5 separate regions of the Mus musculus genome follow, and all the other regions are linked to region 5. Evidence: chromatin contacts called from public HiChIP or PLAC-seq and promoter capture Hi-C data. All regions are on one chromosome and are shown on one strand. Each heading gives the region's core, a stretch centred on a gene start, on an enhancer-like site or on the middle of the called end of the contact. The rest is flanking DNA. Distances are from core to core; before and after follow the strand shown.

Region 1 (2,700 bases), core at 96-2,595, 130 kb after region 5:
GACCTGAACTCTCTATGCAGTTGAGGATGACTGTGAATTCCTGATCTTTCTGCCTCTACCTCCTAAATGCTGAGATTACAGGCAGGTACCACTATGTCCAGCCTGAAAACTGGACTTCCTGTGTAGCTGGGGATGACCTTGAACTCCTGACCCTCCTGTTCTACCTTCCAAGTGCTACCTACTACATCTGCCTTTTCTGTTTTGTTTTGTTTGCAGGGAGGTTGAGGCAGGGTCTTACTATATATTCCAGGCTGACCTTACCTTTTTTTCTTTCTTTCTTCCAATTACTCGGTTGCGTAGGCTGCCTGGAGCTCTCAGCCATTCTCCTGTATCCGCCTCTTGAGTACTGGGATTACAGACACTAGCCACTGTCTGCCACCATTTACTCTTTACTCCATACAGTTCCCAGAAAGTTACCTGCTGTCAGTTTCTCAGACCCTCACCCACGCATCGCTTACTGTCCTCCTGGCCGGGACTGTGTGAGGTAGTGCTCAGCGAGGTATTAGCCGTTTTGGCTCATTATTTCTCTTTGCTCATAGGGCCAACCTCCTATCTGGCAGCGCTATGTGAGAAGCAGAAAGTCTGTATATTGTCTGGTGCTCTGATGGCCATATCGGCATCCTCTGGAGGGAAGTCTCTCCACCCCACTTCCTCTTCTTTTTTGTGTTTTTGGTTAGCCTGTAACACACTATGTAGACCACAGTGGCCATGAACGCAGAGATCCACCTGCCTCTGCCTCCTGAGTGCTGGGATTAAACGCGTGCGCCACCATCCCTGGCTTGGAGGAAACTTTCTTTAAAAAAAAAAAAAAATTGTGTGTATGAGTGTTAGCATGTCTGTACCTCGTGCGTGCCTGGTACCAACAAAGGCCAGAAGAGGGCGTCAGACAGATAACCCTCCAACTGGAATTTCAGATCAGGGTAAGCCTCTACGTACTAGGTACTTGGAATGGAATCCGGGTCCTCTAGAAAAGTAGCAATTTCTCCAGATCCGAGGAAACTTTCTCAAAGTCCACCTTATCTGAATTATAGATCAGGGACCGCAGTTGTTCTGGGTGCTAGGGAAACCACAAAACTCTGGCCCACTTTAAAAAAAAGTCCTTTAGTCCCGGTCCTTTGGGCGTCTCCCAGGGAGTGACCCGTGTTGGCCTCTCAGCGGCTTAAGTAGTAGCTCCTCGTTTGACTGACAGGAAAGGCCGCTAATGCTAGCCCAAGGTAGTTCCTTTAGCTTCTGGGGGGGCGTGCCGCCTCCGCTTTAGACTATCCAATCTGGAGCGCCGCTGGGCCGAAGGGCGGGGTCTGGATGCAGGCAACCAATAGGGCGAGCACAGCGGGCGCGGCGGGGGCGGCGCGGTCGCGGCTGGCGGCAGAAGCGGCTGCGGCGGGTCTGGGCAGGGCCGGGGAGCTCGGTTGGAGCGGAACGGGAAGGGGTCGGAGTCGCAGCCCGGCCGGGGCGGCGTGCTCAGTGGGACCCGAGGCGAACGGCGGCCGAGGTGAGGGGTGCGCCGCGACGGTTGGGACACGGGTCGGTGGCCGCGCCTACCCCTGTCAGGCCGCGCTGGGGCCGAGCGCGCGGGGCCGCGCCGCTCGAAACTTCTAGTCCGCGCGCGGGGGGCCACGCGCCGGCGGGCGGAGCCCGGGAGGCCCGAAGGGCGGCCGGAGCGGACGAGTCCCACGCGGACGCACTCATGGGGCGCTTTGCAGACTCTTGCCTTCCATTTCCGTCCTCCCCACACTCTGTGACCGCCGTGGTGAGAGCCAAGCCTGACCGGTGAACACGAACTAGGGGTGTGAGGCGAGACAGGAAAGGCTGCATGCTGTCCTTTTTGACTTTCATAGTTTTCGAGACTCAGTGGATCCGAATCGTCAATTCCCTCCTACCTCCCGTGGGGGCTCTAGAGCCGCGTTCTCTTCTCTTCCCAAAGACCCCAGGCTTGCGGACCCCCTCTGAGAAGGTCCACTTTTCTTTTTTTCCAGGAGTGGATCCAGAGGAGCTGGCTAGGGATCTCAAGGCCTTAGAGGTTAGACCTGGAAGTAGACACGCCCCAGGGGTGCTGCGTTCTTGTTGGCCCCTTGAGGGAAGATAGTTTTGGTCCGGGCTGTGTGCACCATCCCTGGCCCTTGTCGGCTTCCCTTGACCGCAGCTGTCCTTAGGTTTAGTGATGAAGGGGGAGTAGGTTGCTGACAGTCTCCAGGGCTACTCATTAGCGGTTTAGCAAAAACACTTCTGCACTGTCCTGATGTAAATCTATTTAATCCCGAGTTGTGGACGTGAGCTCACACCTTCCTACCCCCTGCAGGTTTTCCACTTTGCTTAAGTTCTGGTCTTGCACCTCTGGGATTGTCAGCTTGGAGCCCCTGGTGAAGGGATCAGCCAGGTGAACTGGGTTCTGTGTTAGCCTCCCTCTTCCGTCCCTGGGCGCTCAGATTCACTTTTCCACAGAAGTCCGGATTTGAGAGTTAGCGTAGTTGGGGGTTCTCCTGACTTTCCTGGAACACTCTAGTCTGTGCATTTACACTGAACTGTAGAGTTTGGCAGTCTCCTTGGTGAAGCTATGCTACTTTAGCCGTGAGGCCACTACATGAAAAACTTGTGTGATGTGTGCAGTTTAGAGGCTTTAAAGAAACTGATCATTGGGCTGATGGATATTTATTACTTGGGAAAGTAGCTGAGCACAGAGGAGTAGCTGACTGATTAGAT
Region 2 (2,700 bases), core at 73-2,572, 180 kb after region 5:
TTATTTGCTGATCTCTATCACTTCCTTTAAGGAATGTTCCCTTTTCCAGATGAAGTCATTGGAAGCAAAATAGGTTGTGCCAGGTAGCTGAGTTGAAACACATGTTTCTTCTTAACCAATGGTGTGAGGCCATGTGTTAGCTCAGGCCTGAACCAGGTGGTTTGTGTGCTCAAGAGATGCAGGACCCCTGTCCTTCTTCCTAAGGGACTGAGTGGACACACACTGAAGCTGGCAGCAGAGGGCCTCAGCTGGGCTGGAGGGTGCCTGTGTGGTTGGAGGGAGCAGAGCCTGAGCTTTTCATTGTTGTTGAGCCGCTGAACCCACTTGTGATGAATATGGTAGTGCTGGGCTCTCTTTCAGCCTTTAGAAGGACTTGAAGAAAAGAACATAGAATAAAATGGGAAGGGGACAGGTGTATTGATAAAGTAATTTTAGCCACTGGAGTTAAAACCTCTTCAAATAGTTTCCTTCTGTGGATCTCATCTCCCTGATTCAAAGTCACTCAGACTTCAGCCCCCCCCCCTAAAATGTCTGACAAGTTTTAGCAGAGTGAGGTATCCAAAGAAACGTGGATGCTACAGAGAAGGCCGTGAAGAAAAGAGGGCAGTGATACAGACCCACGCCCTCGGAGTTCCCATTTGTGGTGTGGTGGTGTAGCCTTTAATCCTAACACTCAGGAAGCAGAGGTAGATGGAACTCTGTGAGTTTGAGGCTAACCTAATCTACAGAGTTTCAGGAGAGCTAGGGCTATGTAGAGAGACCCTGTTGATAGGCAGGCAGGCAGACAGACAGACAAAATACAAAAAGGTGTTAGACATTGAAAGTGGTTTTGAGTGGGAGTTTGAGGCTAGGATACTGCCTGCCTCACCCAGGTCTGTAGTGCAGGAAGGGCATGGCAGACAGGAGGCGTGAACTGGCTGTACCTACAGTGCAGTGGCAGTAGAGTACCCACTTGGTCAGAGCTGTGTGCTCTGGGGGTGGGGTGGGAGGGCGAGGCTTGGGGACTGACAGTTTGGTGGGAAGCGAGCAGAGCTGGAGCTGTGGAGGCCATGGAGGGGCATGCATGGTCACTGGGCTGATTTCTCTCGAAGCTGGGAGGCTTGTCCTGGGATGTGGCCATGTGGGACCACCCTTCATCCCAACATGGCATCATTCAGGAAACAAAATGTCTTTGCCGGTTTGGTATTTCTTTCAAAAGCATTCTGTGTGGTTGGATGACATTTCAAATAGCTCAGGAGGCTGTTAACAGTAGAGTCTCCCCATGCCAGGGGCACATGTGACTGAGTGAGGACTGTGTAGCCATGAGCTTTGAGAGGTCACAGTTGCTGCCGTCCAGCAGGACACGTATGATGCTGCCCCGCAGCTGCCTGTGTTCCATCTCTGCACAGCCCTTGTCCTGGCTGCCTGGTGCCCCATGCTTCAAGTGTATTTCCTCTTCTCCTTTTAAGTCTCTTCTCATCTTTCTTTCCTTTCTCAGACAGGAGTTTACTGTTGGGAAAGCTGACCTTGTCGGTTCTACTTCCTCAGCCTCCCTGGTGCCAGACTCACGCCTCTGAGTCACTTCTCCCCGCTACAGTATCAGCATTTGATGGACACCAAAGTAGCTCTGAGTTTTCAGGGTTGTTTTTTTTTTTTCTGAACAGTCCCACAGTGAACTCTTAGCTCTCCTGGCTGAGCTTATCCATAGGGTAAACTTGCAGCTGAAACAGGTCCCAGGATAGATGGTAACTTCTCACATTGAGGTTGGATAATGTGCAGAGCTAAGGACAGATACAAAATATACAAGCTTGGGCTTTGTTTTTTTTTTTTTTAAGATTTACTTTTAATTATGTGAGTGTATGTGTGAGTGAAAGGGGACATGTGTATGAGGCACAGGTGCCCAAAGAGGCCAGACACATCGGATTCCCCTGGAGCTAGGTGTTCAGATGGTTGTGAGCTGTCTGACGTGGATCCTGGGAACCAAACTGGCATCACCTGCAAGAGCAGTAAATGCTCTTAAGTGCCCCATGCTTGGTTTTAAATAGCATGTCTTACTGCGTGGTTTTAGTTCTGAAAAGCTAAGTGCAGAGGTCCAGTCCAAGTTACTGTGCATCCTGTAGGTGAGATCCCATTGGTCCCTCTGCAGCTTTTGGTGCTGACCTCCCTGAGCCTAGTACATAGCAGGCCCGTCACTCTCCTGTCCCTTTACTGAGAGGTACCTGTCCCTACTTCCCGTCTTTTGGAGTCTTCTGAGGACATACTTGATCTCACCAAGTCCCTGTCCCTCACACTTCTTTCCCTAGCACCTATATTTCCTCTGTCCTAGAATTTAGCACACTGTGTGGCTCTGTCACTTAGCTGCATGGCAGGGTATCCTAGGGAGAATATCAACTCCAGGAGGACAGAGACTGTTAGCAGTTTAGGACAGTTGCTAGTATGTGGGAGATGTTTGTGGAATGAATGACTAACTGTGTACACTTATTTAAAGACTGCTGGCTGCCCACCTCACCCTGGGGCTGCACAGTGACTCGGAAGAGGCAGACATTTCCTAGGGACTGAAGAATATTCTGTGCAGGTAATGAGTAAGAAAGAAGCTTGTGTACCCATGGGACAGAAAGTGGCCTGGGAAGGCCGTGTGTGTACCACTGCTGCCCTCTGCGGCTAGTGCTTGGCAGGGATTTCAGAGGAGAGCTTCCTCTCATCTTTCAGGGAAGACAGGCA
Region 3 (2,700 bases), core at 181-2,680, 150 kb before region 5:
GATGACTGTTACCTGAAGTGTTGAAGGATTTGTCCAGGAGCCTACAGTGACAAAAGGAGACAGGGAGACAGGGAGACAGGGAGACAGGGAGACAGGGAGACAGGGAGACGAGACAAGGAGACAAGGAGACAGGCAGACAGGAAGACAAGCAGACAGGGAGACAGCCAAACAGCAGACAGGGAGACAGGCTAACAGGGAGACTGGCAAAGAACAGACAGGGAGATAGGCAGACAGGCAGACAGAGAGACAAGGATATAGGCAGACAGGGAGATAGGTAGACAGACAGAAGACAGACAGCAGACAGACAGACAGACAGGCAGACAGGGAGACAAGGATATAGGCAGACAGGGAAACAGACAGGCAGTCACCATGGAAGAAATTTAGTTCTCCTGTGAGGAGTTGACTCCTAGTGGCCTCCTTGTCCCCTGGCAACTGGCCTAATGGGGTCAGGCCATCCTGGCTGTCCCAGCCCAAGCAGACATTTCCTTCCCTCTTCACAGGGCTCCTGTGAGGCTACACAAGTCATACTTGTTTGAAGAAATAAAAAGGGCGATAAAATCCAGAGCATATTTTGGGAAACAGGAGCAATCAGAACTCTTGGGTGTTGAAAGAGGTGACAATGTCTTCCTTGAGACAACAGAGAAGGCATCTGCTGGACAGAGCAGAACTGGAGGTAACAGTTGTCAGCCTGGGGCAAAGACTATGGAGCTCCAAATAAAAAATCAATTTGAGGGCTAGAGAGATGGCTCGGTGGGTAAAGGTGTTTGCGGCCAAGACTGACAACCCGAGTTCAAATCCTGTGGCCACATGGTGGAATGAGAAAACTGATTCCCACAACCTGTCCCCTGACCTCTACTTGTGAGCCGTGGCGCGCACTTCCCCCAGGATAAATAAATAAACGGCGGGGGGAGGGGGGAAGAAATCAATTTGAATGCATTCTTCCCATCTATCACGCATGCTGAACAAAGATTATTCATAAAACAAATAAACCCGGGGAAGATTAGGAAAACTCTAAGTGGGGAGTCAGTAGAGCTTTCAAATCACCAAAGATACACTTTTTAAGGGACATAGAATGACCTTTCAGTGCCACAGACTGGGGGATGGGGAGAGATTGACAACCAGACTAAGAGCAGGGGGTTAACCTCTGCAGCTTGCCTGGTAAGGAAAGCCCTTAAACCAACAAGGGTTTTATTTTCTTTTATTTTTTGGAACTTGACAAAAATGATACCAAATTTCATCTGGAAAAATAAACACAAGAGACCAGCGAGGGAAAGCGTAAGGGGACACAGAAGTAAGGAAGGAGCGCTGGCTTTACCAGATGTTCAGGGGCTGGGGAGGTACAGCCTTTATAAAAGTACTGTTGCACTGGAAAAGGAGCCAGCTCGGGCCATGCAGAGGCGGGCAGGAGCGCTGCAGAAACAGCATGGAAATGGGAGCGGGTGGGTGTTTCCTATCGGAGAGGAAAATGCATTGTTCAAAGCAAAGCACCGAGATAACTGGAAGTCAGCCAGCTGGAAAGAATAAAACTGAATCCCTACCTCACCCCTTATACCCAAATAGATTCCAGATGGAGCCAACATTTAAACAAACAACAAAAAAAAAAATGAACCATAAAAGTTCTCAAAGAAAACATAGGTGAACTTATTTATAGTCTTGGAAATGTCTTTCTGAGCTGGGGAGAGAACTCGGAGGCCTCGCCAGGGACGAAAACATCATTGGGGAAAGAGAGATGAGGGTTAAGTGCTCACGAGCTCGCTGGTCTTAAAGGTGATGGAGGGAAGAAAAACAGACTTTCCACGCAAAGATGCAACAGTGTCCCTAGATGATGAACAGCAGGGCTGGGAAACGCTGGGGGAAATGTGATCTCTCGCTCTCTGCTTTGCCTGGAAATCGACCATTTAGAGTCCAAATAAAGCCTTAGAGGGGCTATCCTGACGCTTTGGGAACACGGAGCAATTCTCTGTGGATGAAGAGCGGTGTGGAGCTTTAAACTGACTGAGCAATGAGGCTTCAGACCTTATTCAATACTTGAAAACATCTTCACTACCAGATAGGGTAGTGGGGTACACCTTGATCCTAGCTCTAGGGAGGCTGGATGGGACAGGAAGGATGTGTGCCCAAGGCTAGCCTGGTCTACATAAGCAATACCATGTCTCAAATGCCAAGGGCTGGGGCTGGGGCTGGGGCTGGGGCTGGGATGCATCTCAGTGGTAGAACATTTGCCTGTCATACCCAAGAGTTTCTAGGCCCAGCATTGGCAAGAAACAAACAAAAACAAACAGGAGGGGGGGGAAGAAAGAAGGAAGAAAGAAAGAAAGAAAGAAAGAAAGAAAGAAAGAAAGAGAGAGAGAGAGAGAGAGAGAGAAAGAAAGAAATGGAGAAAGAAAGAGAGAAAGAAAGAAAGAAAGAGAGAAAGAAAGAAAGAAAGAAAGAAAGAAAGAAAGGGAGAAAGAAAGAAAGAAAGAAAGAAGAAAGAAAGAAAGAAAGAAAGAAAGAAAGGGAGAAAGAAAGAAAGAAAAAAAGAAAAAAGAGAGAAAGAAATGGAGAAAGAAAGAAAGGGAGAAAGAAAGAAAGAAAGAAAGAAAGAAAGAAAGAAAGAAAGAAAGAAAGAAAGGAAGGAAGGGAGAAAGAAAGAAAGAAAGAAAGAAAGAAAGAAAGAAAGGGAGAAAGAAAGAAAGAAAGAAAGAAAGAAAGAAAGAA
Region 4 (2,700 bases), core at 69-2,568, 230 kb after region 5:
AAAGAAAAGAAAAAAGAAAAGAGTTAACAAAACAGTGCAGAGGCGCAAAGGGCACCCCTGGAGAAGAAAATGCTGAAAGCCAGGGAGCTGGCAAGCAGCCAGCTGAACTTGACTCTCAAACCTCTTCTTCTACAGCTGCACCCTACCTGAGGCCAGGTTCTCCAGCTACCCCACACCCTTCTAAAAGAGGCACCTGCTTGGAGTTTCAGCCTTCCAGCTACCCCACACCCTTCTAAAAGAGGCACCTGCTTGGAGTTTCAGCCTTCCAGTTACTGGTGTCCTGTAAGCTTGGGGTGGAGCCCAGGTGCTAGCTAAGCTCGTGGGGTGCTGGAAAGATGGCTCATTACTTAAGATAGTCTAAGGCTCTTCCAGAGGGTCACCAGCTCCAGGACTCTCAGATGACCACAAGCATATACACAGATATTCATAGTTAATATCTCATTGGACATATCAGCCACATTCCAGAGAAGCCCCCTCCCCCTTGCTCAGGAGTAGCTGTGATTCCTGGGCTTCCAAGTCCCAGGATACCCTTCCATCCGAGCAGAAACACGGTGGTGATGCATGTCTGTCCTTCCAACACTCGGTTTATGGAGGCAGAAGGATCAAAAAGTCAGCTTCATCCTCAACTACATGAGTTCGATGCTAAATTGGATTACATACGACCCCCATCTCTCTCTCTCTCTCTCTCTCCATATATATATATGTGTGTGTGTATGTTTATGTATATGTATATATGATTTTTATTTCCTGTTACTGTGCTTTGCCTGTATTTATGTATATCTGTACCACGAGCCTATAGTGCCTATTGCCTGTGTGTGGAGGCCAGAAGAGGGTGTGAAGTCCCCCTCCAACTGAGGTTGTCAATGTTGACAATCCAACTTTGGGTCCTCTTGAAGAACACTCAGCGCTCTTAATTACTGAGCGGTCTCTCCAGTAACCAAAACCAAAATTTTCTACAAAAAATAATAACAATAATAATAATAATTTTCTACCACAGATTCAGGGTTTGGCTTTAGCGGAGAATAAAACAGGACCAGTGACAGTACAGCGTGAGGGTAAAGTCCTGCTTTGGCCACCCCTTCGCTTTCTGTAGAGGCGCAGGCGCACCTGAGCACTTGGCGTCTGCGCACGTGAGGGCAGTGAGGGCAGTAAGGGCGGGAACAGAACGAGCGGCACGTGGGCGACGAGCAGGAGGCGGGGCTTGAGGGGGCAGGGCCAGAGCGGCCTGCGCGAGAGGCAGAAGAAGAGTGGCTGGGGCGCTGGGTGTGGGCGGGGCTGGGGGGCGGGGCGTTGGGGGCGGAGCTTACTTCCACGCGCTGTGAGCGCGCGCCCACGGCAGTTGGTCTCTGAGGCGGCGGCGGTAACAGTTAATCTCAGGAGGTCCTGCTCGGTCCGGGCGCCATGCCTCTGGATCGTCAGGTGGCCATGGGGAACCTTGGCAATCAGGACATACTGGCCATCTTCTACCGCCTGCGCTTCGTGCTTAGCAACCACATAGAGGCCGCCTGGCGAGCCCGGAACCCGGCAATGGACGTGGGAGGAGGAGGAGAAGGCGCCCGGTTGGTCAACGGTCGTATTCGCCCACGCGGGTTCTGAGTGACTTGGAGCACTGCTCGCCCTCGCCCGTGAGTAACCCGTCACTGGTGCTCCGTACACGTCCAGTACCCTCACGGGTCTCGCCGAGTTGTAGAGACTTCTGTCTCGCCGAGTTGTAGAGACTTCTGTGAAATCGCGCTTTGGGCTGTGGTTCGTGTCCCCCAGGGGTTTTTTGGGGTTTGGTGGCGTCTCCCCAGGAAAAGTTAACAGCACCTCACTTAACTGGCACGCCTGGTCGCGTCCCCCTCTAGCTGTTGAGCTAGTGCCGCACCCTTGTCACTTTTCTCCACAGGACTCTCCGAGGGTCCTCGAATCATGATTATTTAGAAGTGACCCGCTGGCCTTAAACTACCAATCTTCCGGCCTCAGCCTCTCAAGTGCTGGGATTTTTGGTGTGTGCCACCATGCTGTTTCCATGGAGCTTCCCCTTATTTATTTATTTATTTATTTATTTATTTATTTATTTGAGACATTTTGTCTGTGTAACCCTAACTGTCCCGGATCTCACTGTATAGACCAGGCTGGTCTTGGAACTCAAAGCGCTCTGCCTGGCTCTGTGTGCCACCACCACCCAGTTTACCATAGTGCCTTTTATAACCTAATCTTGAAAATTGTATGTTGTCTTTTTTCCACATTTTACTGGTCACATAGACTACCTTGGTAAAAGAGATTGCACAAAAGGTGGAGGATGATTGGGCAAATGGTCAGTGCAGAGAAGAATCATACCCAAGGGTCTGTCCTGTGAGCTACAGCCACTGCCCAGTGCATTGTAAGGGACAGTGTACCCGCTGGGTACCATCCTGGTCAGCATTCATTTATGTGTTAGGTTTCTTACTGAAGGTTTAGAGGCAAGTAGAGTAGGATATAGCTTACAGACCTAAGTTCTCTTCACTGCACATTACATATACAATAGAGTGTTGCTAATACAGTAATTATATTGATAACTCTCCCTAGGCCCCATGAGTAAGCCCTCATCAGTGCAAAGCCACAGCCTCAAACATGCTAAGCAAGTACCTGACCACAGAGGGCTTATATTACAATTTAAAAATTTTTTATTTTAGGTGTGTTAGGTGGTTTGCCTGCATGTATATCTGTGTGCCTGGT
Region 5 (2,700 bases), core at 65-2,564:
ATCACCCAGCCCCGTCCTCACAGTTTCTCTCTCTTATGCAAGGATATTCAAACCATCACATACATCTATTGAAAAAAATTTTAAACTACCCTCTATCTCATCTCCATCTAGCAAATTATATGATGAAATGATCCATGCAGTCATTGATTGATTGTTGAGGGCTTGTGGGTATATGAGTCCATGCATACAGGGAGGGAGTGTGCCATGTGCAAGTGGAGGCTAAAAGAAGATATTGGGTATCCTCATCTGCCTTTCTCTGCTTAATTTCTTGAGACAGAGTCTTTCTCTGAATTTAGGGCTCTCTTTTCCTCGATAGACAGGAAGCAAGAAAGCGGCTGGAGGTGGTAACTTATGCCTTTAATCCCAACACTTGGGAGGCAGAGGCAAGCTGATCTCTGCACTTGTGGAATAACCCTTTTGATGGCACACCAAGTTATCACAACCTTTGAATTCAACAAGGCATTCCAAGGACTGAGAAGGCTCCTCCAATCCCTAGAAAGATCTGTCCACCTTTGAGATATAACTAGGATCCCCACACGCTGGTGTCTCCCAATGCTTGACAGGTGGAGGGAGGAAGGGTTCAAGGCCAGCCTTCGAAACAAAGTGAGTTTCTTGGTCAGATTAGTCTGAGCTGAATGTGACCCTGTGGCAATATGATGATGATAACCAAGCCCTAGCAAATGGCTCAGTGGTAAAGCATTTGCCATGCAATCTTAATGACTTGCGTTTGATAAAAATGGAAAGAGAACAGACTCTACAATGTTTTGTTCTTTGCTTTCCACAAGTGCGCTGTGACACACACACAAACACACACACACACACACACACCAAAACAAAATAAAACAAAACAAGTCTGGGAAAATGGCTTAGTAGTTAACTGCTCTTGCAGATGACCCGGTTTGGATCCCAGCACCCCATGTGTAATTCCAGTTCCAAGGGACCTGACGCAGTCTCCTAACCTTCATGAGCCATATATGCACTTACATACACACTCATACACGTAAAATAAAAGCACTCACACACGTAAAATAAAAAAATAAAAATTTTAAACTAAAATTAAAAAAAAAATTCAGGCGAAACAAGATTGCAACCAGCGCAAGGGGGAGCACCTTCTGCCTCTTCCCGACCCCCTCCCCATCTCAGCTTCACCGGCTCCTTGAGGACAATCTCTCCTGATTCTGACTCTCTGGGGCTTCTAAGCAGCGTTCCCAGAATCCCTCGCGGCAGTCCTGGGATGAATGGAGAAGACACGCCCCCAGCGCGCGTGCGCACTCTTGGAACCTCGCAACCCAGGACGCAGGCGCGTGCGCGCCGTCCGCTTAAATCCTGCGGTGGGCGGCGCCGTGCTCTTCCGAGCACTATGGAGATCCAGTCCGGGCCGCAGCCTGGCAGTCCCGGCCGCGCCGAGAGGCTGAACGCGCGGCTGCTGGACGAGTTCGTGTCGCTGCACGGCCCTACGCTGCGCGCCTCGGGAGTCCCAGAGCGACTATGGGGCCGCCTTCTGCACAAGCTGGAGCACGAGGTACGAGATGGCACGGGCTGCGGGCAGGCTATGCGGTCGAGTGGGGAGCACAGCTCAGCAGCTCTGAAGGGGAGCCACTTATAAGTTCAGGAGCAGGATGTACCTGGGAGTCAGAAGGGTACAGGCCGAGAGATGCGCCTGTGCCGCCATCCTGCAGGGTTATGGGCCCGCCGAGGATGCGCAGGGACCTGCAAACCGGCATGCGCTTGGCTCGCAGCATCCCAACGCCTCGGTTGATATATTAAGAGTAGAACTCGCGACTCCACTTACGGATGAGGAAACTGAGGCTCCGGCGGATGCAGGAGCTCCTGTTAGATTCAAGCTACACCGGCATCATTTCAGTCAGCTCTGTGCAGCTCTGCTTAGTCCGTAGAACTCTGTGGAGTTGTTTCCCACGGCGTGAGTAGCAGGTCTCCCTTTGTACACTAAAGAGAATGGAGGCCCTGAGACATGGAGACGACGCTAAGAGAGGGTTTAGAAGGTCTCCCCCATCTTTTGAGAGAATGGCTCCATCCTTCACCTGAGCTAGGCTTCCACGGGGTGCCCGGCTTCTTCCGTCGGAGAACAGGGTTTGGGTGATGAAGACAGCAGCTGCTAGGCTGGGCGGAGGGTCTTTTGCGAAGCAAGAGCTTGGTTTTTCACAGGACACCACCTCCTATCTGAGACCCACTAAGCCTTCAGGTGACTGGGAGAGTCCAAAAGCTAGGATTCCCCGGTGCCTCTCAATGGGGTAGGCTTACCCTCTTTGATCTAGTTCCACACTGTGTATGGGCCAGATATTTCCTGGTTAAGCCTATACGTAGGGCTGTACTGCAGCTCACTATAGCATGCTGGCGGTTGGGAGGCGCCTCAATCCTTAGCCCTGTGGGACAGTAAAAGAGGAGGAGCCAGCCTTGTGCTAGTGTTACATTGTTGATGGTCCTGGGCAATACCGTGAGGTTATAACTGGCCGTCAGCCCCAGGGCAAGCAGCTGTAGTGACCGGTTTGGTAGGTGGAGTATTAAGTGATTTCTCTACTTCAGTCTGATTATCAGATATTACTACATCATTGGTCGAGGCTCATCTGTCAGTGGCACCTCCTTACAGAGGGTTACTTACTCCCTGTCACTAAGTTCTCTGCTCACGTGGTGTTGGGCCCTCCTCCGCACTGCTACTTTCTGCAGACTTGCCTTGATCTC

What was found. Promoter capture Hi-C pulls out the DNA fragments that hold promoters and counts their contacts. HiChIP or PLAC-seq counts read pairs in DNA pulled down with a chosen protein or histone mark. Capture Hi-C pulls out chosen DNA fragments and counts their contacts.
Region 1: a promoter capture Hi-C map of pancreatic islet shows a contact between it and region 5. The contact joins the promoter of Pacsin2 here to the promoter of Ttll12 in region 5. A contact is called at or near these places in 2 of 39 promoter capture datasets (3T3-L1-derived adipocytes and pre-B cells), 2 of 484 Hi-C or Micro-C datasets (CD8 T cells and olfactory sensory neurons), 2 of 115 datasets of contacts at active chromatin or transcription factors (memory CD8 T cells and microglia) and 3 of 9 other capture datasets (adipose tissue, liver and pancreatic islet).
Region 2: a contact with region 5 is called in an HNF4G HiChIP or PLAC-seq map of pancreatic cancer cells. The contact joins the enhancer-like site here to the promoter of Ttll12 in region 5. A contact is called at or near these places in 2 of 484 Hi-C or Micro-C datasets (Sertoli cells and nephron progenitors), 1 of 115 datasets of contacts at active chromatin or transcription factors (pancreatic cancer cells) and 2 of 9 other capture datasets (adipose tissue and liver).
Region 3: a contact with region 5 is called in an H3K4me3 HiChIP or PLAC-seq map of craniofacial prominence, with 3 times the contacts expected there. The contact joins the enhancer-like site here to the promoter of Ttll12 in region 5. A contact is called at or near these places in 6 of 484 Hi-C or Micro-C datasets (Sertoli cells, cranial neural crest, embryonic retina and 2 more) and 8 of 115 datasets of contacts at active chromatin or transcription factors (craniofacial prominence, embryonic forebrain, embryonic hindbrain and 5 more).
Region 4: a contact with region 5 is called in a promoter capture Hi-C map of hematopoietic stem and progenitor cells. The contact joins the promoter of 1700001L05Rik here to the promoter of Ttll12 in region 5. A contact is called at or near these places in 20 of 39 promoter capture datasets (the 3T3-L1 cell line, 3T3-L1-derived adipocytes, the C10 cell line and 12 more), 8 of 484 Hi-C or Micro-C datasets (the C2C12 cell line, CD4 T cells, CD8 T cells and 5 more), 6 of 115 datasets of contacts at active chromatin or transcription factors (the NIH/3T3 cell line, bone marrow-derived macrophages, embryonic stem cells and 2 more) and 2 of 9 other capture datasets (adipose tissue and liver).

What each region holds. Positions count from the first base shown.
Region 1 is chr15:83,463,251-83,465,950 of GRCm38.p6, reverse strand. It overlaps Pacsin2 (protein kinase C and casein kinase substrate in neurons 2), which reads left to right and starts at 1,345. Exons shown (of 11, transcript NM_001159509.1): 1 at 1,345-1,492.
Region 2 is chr15:83,409,168-83,411,867 of GRCm38.p6, reverse strand. The region is part of intron 1 of Pacsin2 (protein kinase C and casein kinase substrate in neurons 2); the gene reads left to right. Among named protein-coding and RNA genes, the nearest start is that of Gm41368, 25 kb to the right of the region's middle. Within about 2 kb of position 1,322, at least 101 of the 459 cell types and tissues checked have an H3K27ac peak or open chromatin away from gene starts, as enhancers often do. A contact at or near this core is called in Sertoli cells, adipose tissue, liver and 1 more, where this site is marked.
Region 3 is chr15:83,739,966-83,742,665 of GRCm38.p6, reverse strand. No RefSeq gene overlaps it. Among named protein-coding and RNA genes, the nearest start is that of Gm33324, 16 kb to the left of the region's middle. Within about 2 kb of position 1,430, at least 25 of the 459 cell types and tissues checked have an H3K27ac peak or open chromatin away from gene starts, as enhancers often do. A contact at or near this core is called in craniofacial prominence and embryonic limb bud, where this site is marked.
Region 4 is chr15:83,365,915-83,368,614 of GRCm38.p6, reverse strand. It overlaps 1700001L05Rik (RIKEN cDNA 1700001L05 gene), which reads left to right and starts at 1,318. Exons shown (of 4, transcript NR_027980.1): 1 at 1,318-1,625.
Region 5 is chr15:83,593,771-83,596,470 of GRCm38.p6, reverse strand. Ttll12 (tubulin tyrosine ligase-like family, member 12) reads left to right here and starts at 1,314. Exons shown (of 14, transcript NM_183017.2): 1 at 1,314-1,522. The coding sequence starts at 1,361. It overlaps Gm52182 (a long non-coding RNA gene), which reads right to left. Exons shown (of 2, transcript XR_003951515.1): 2 at 1,025-2,134.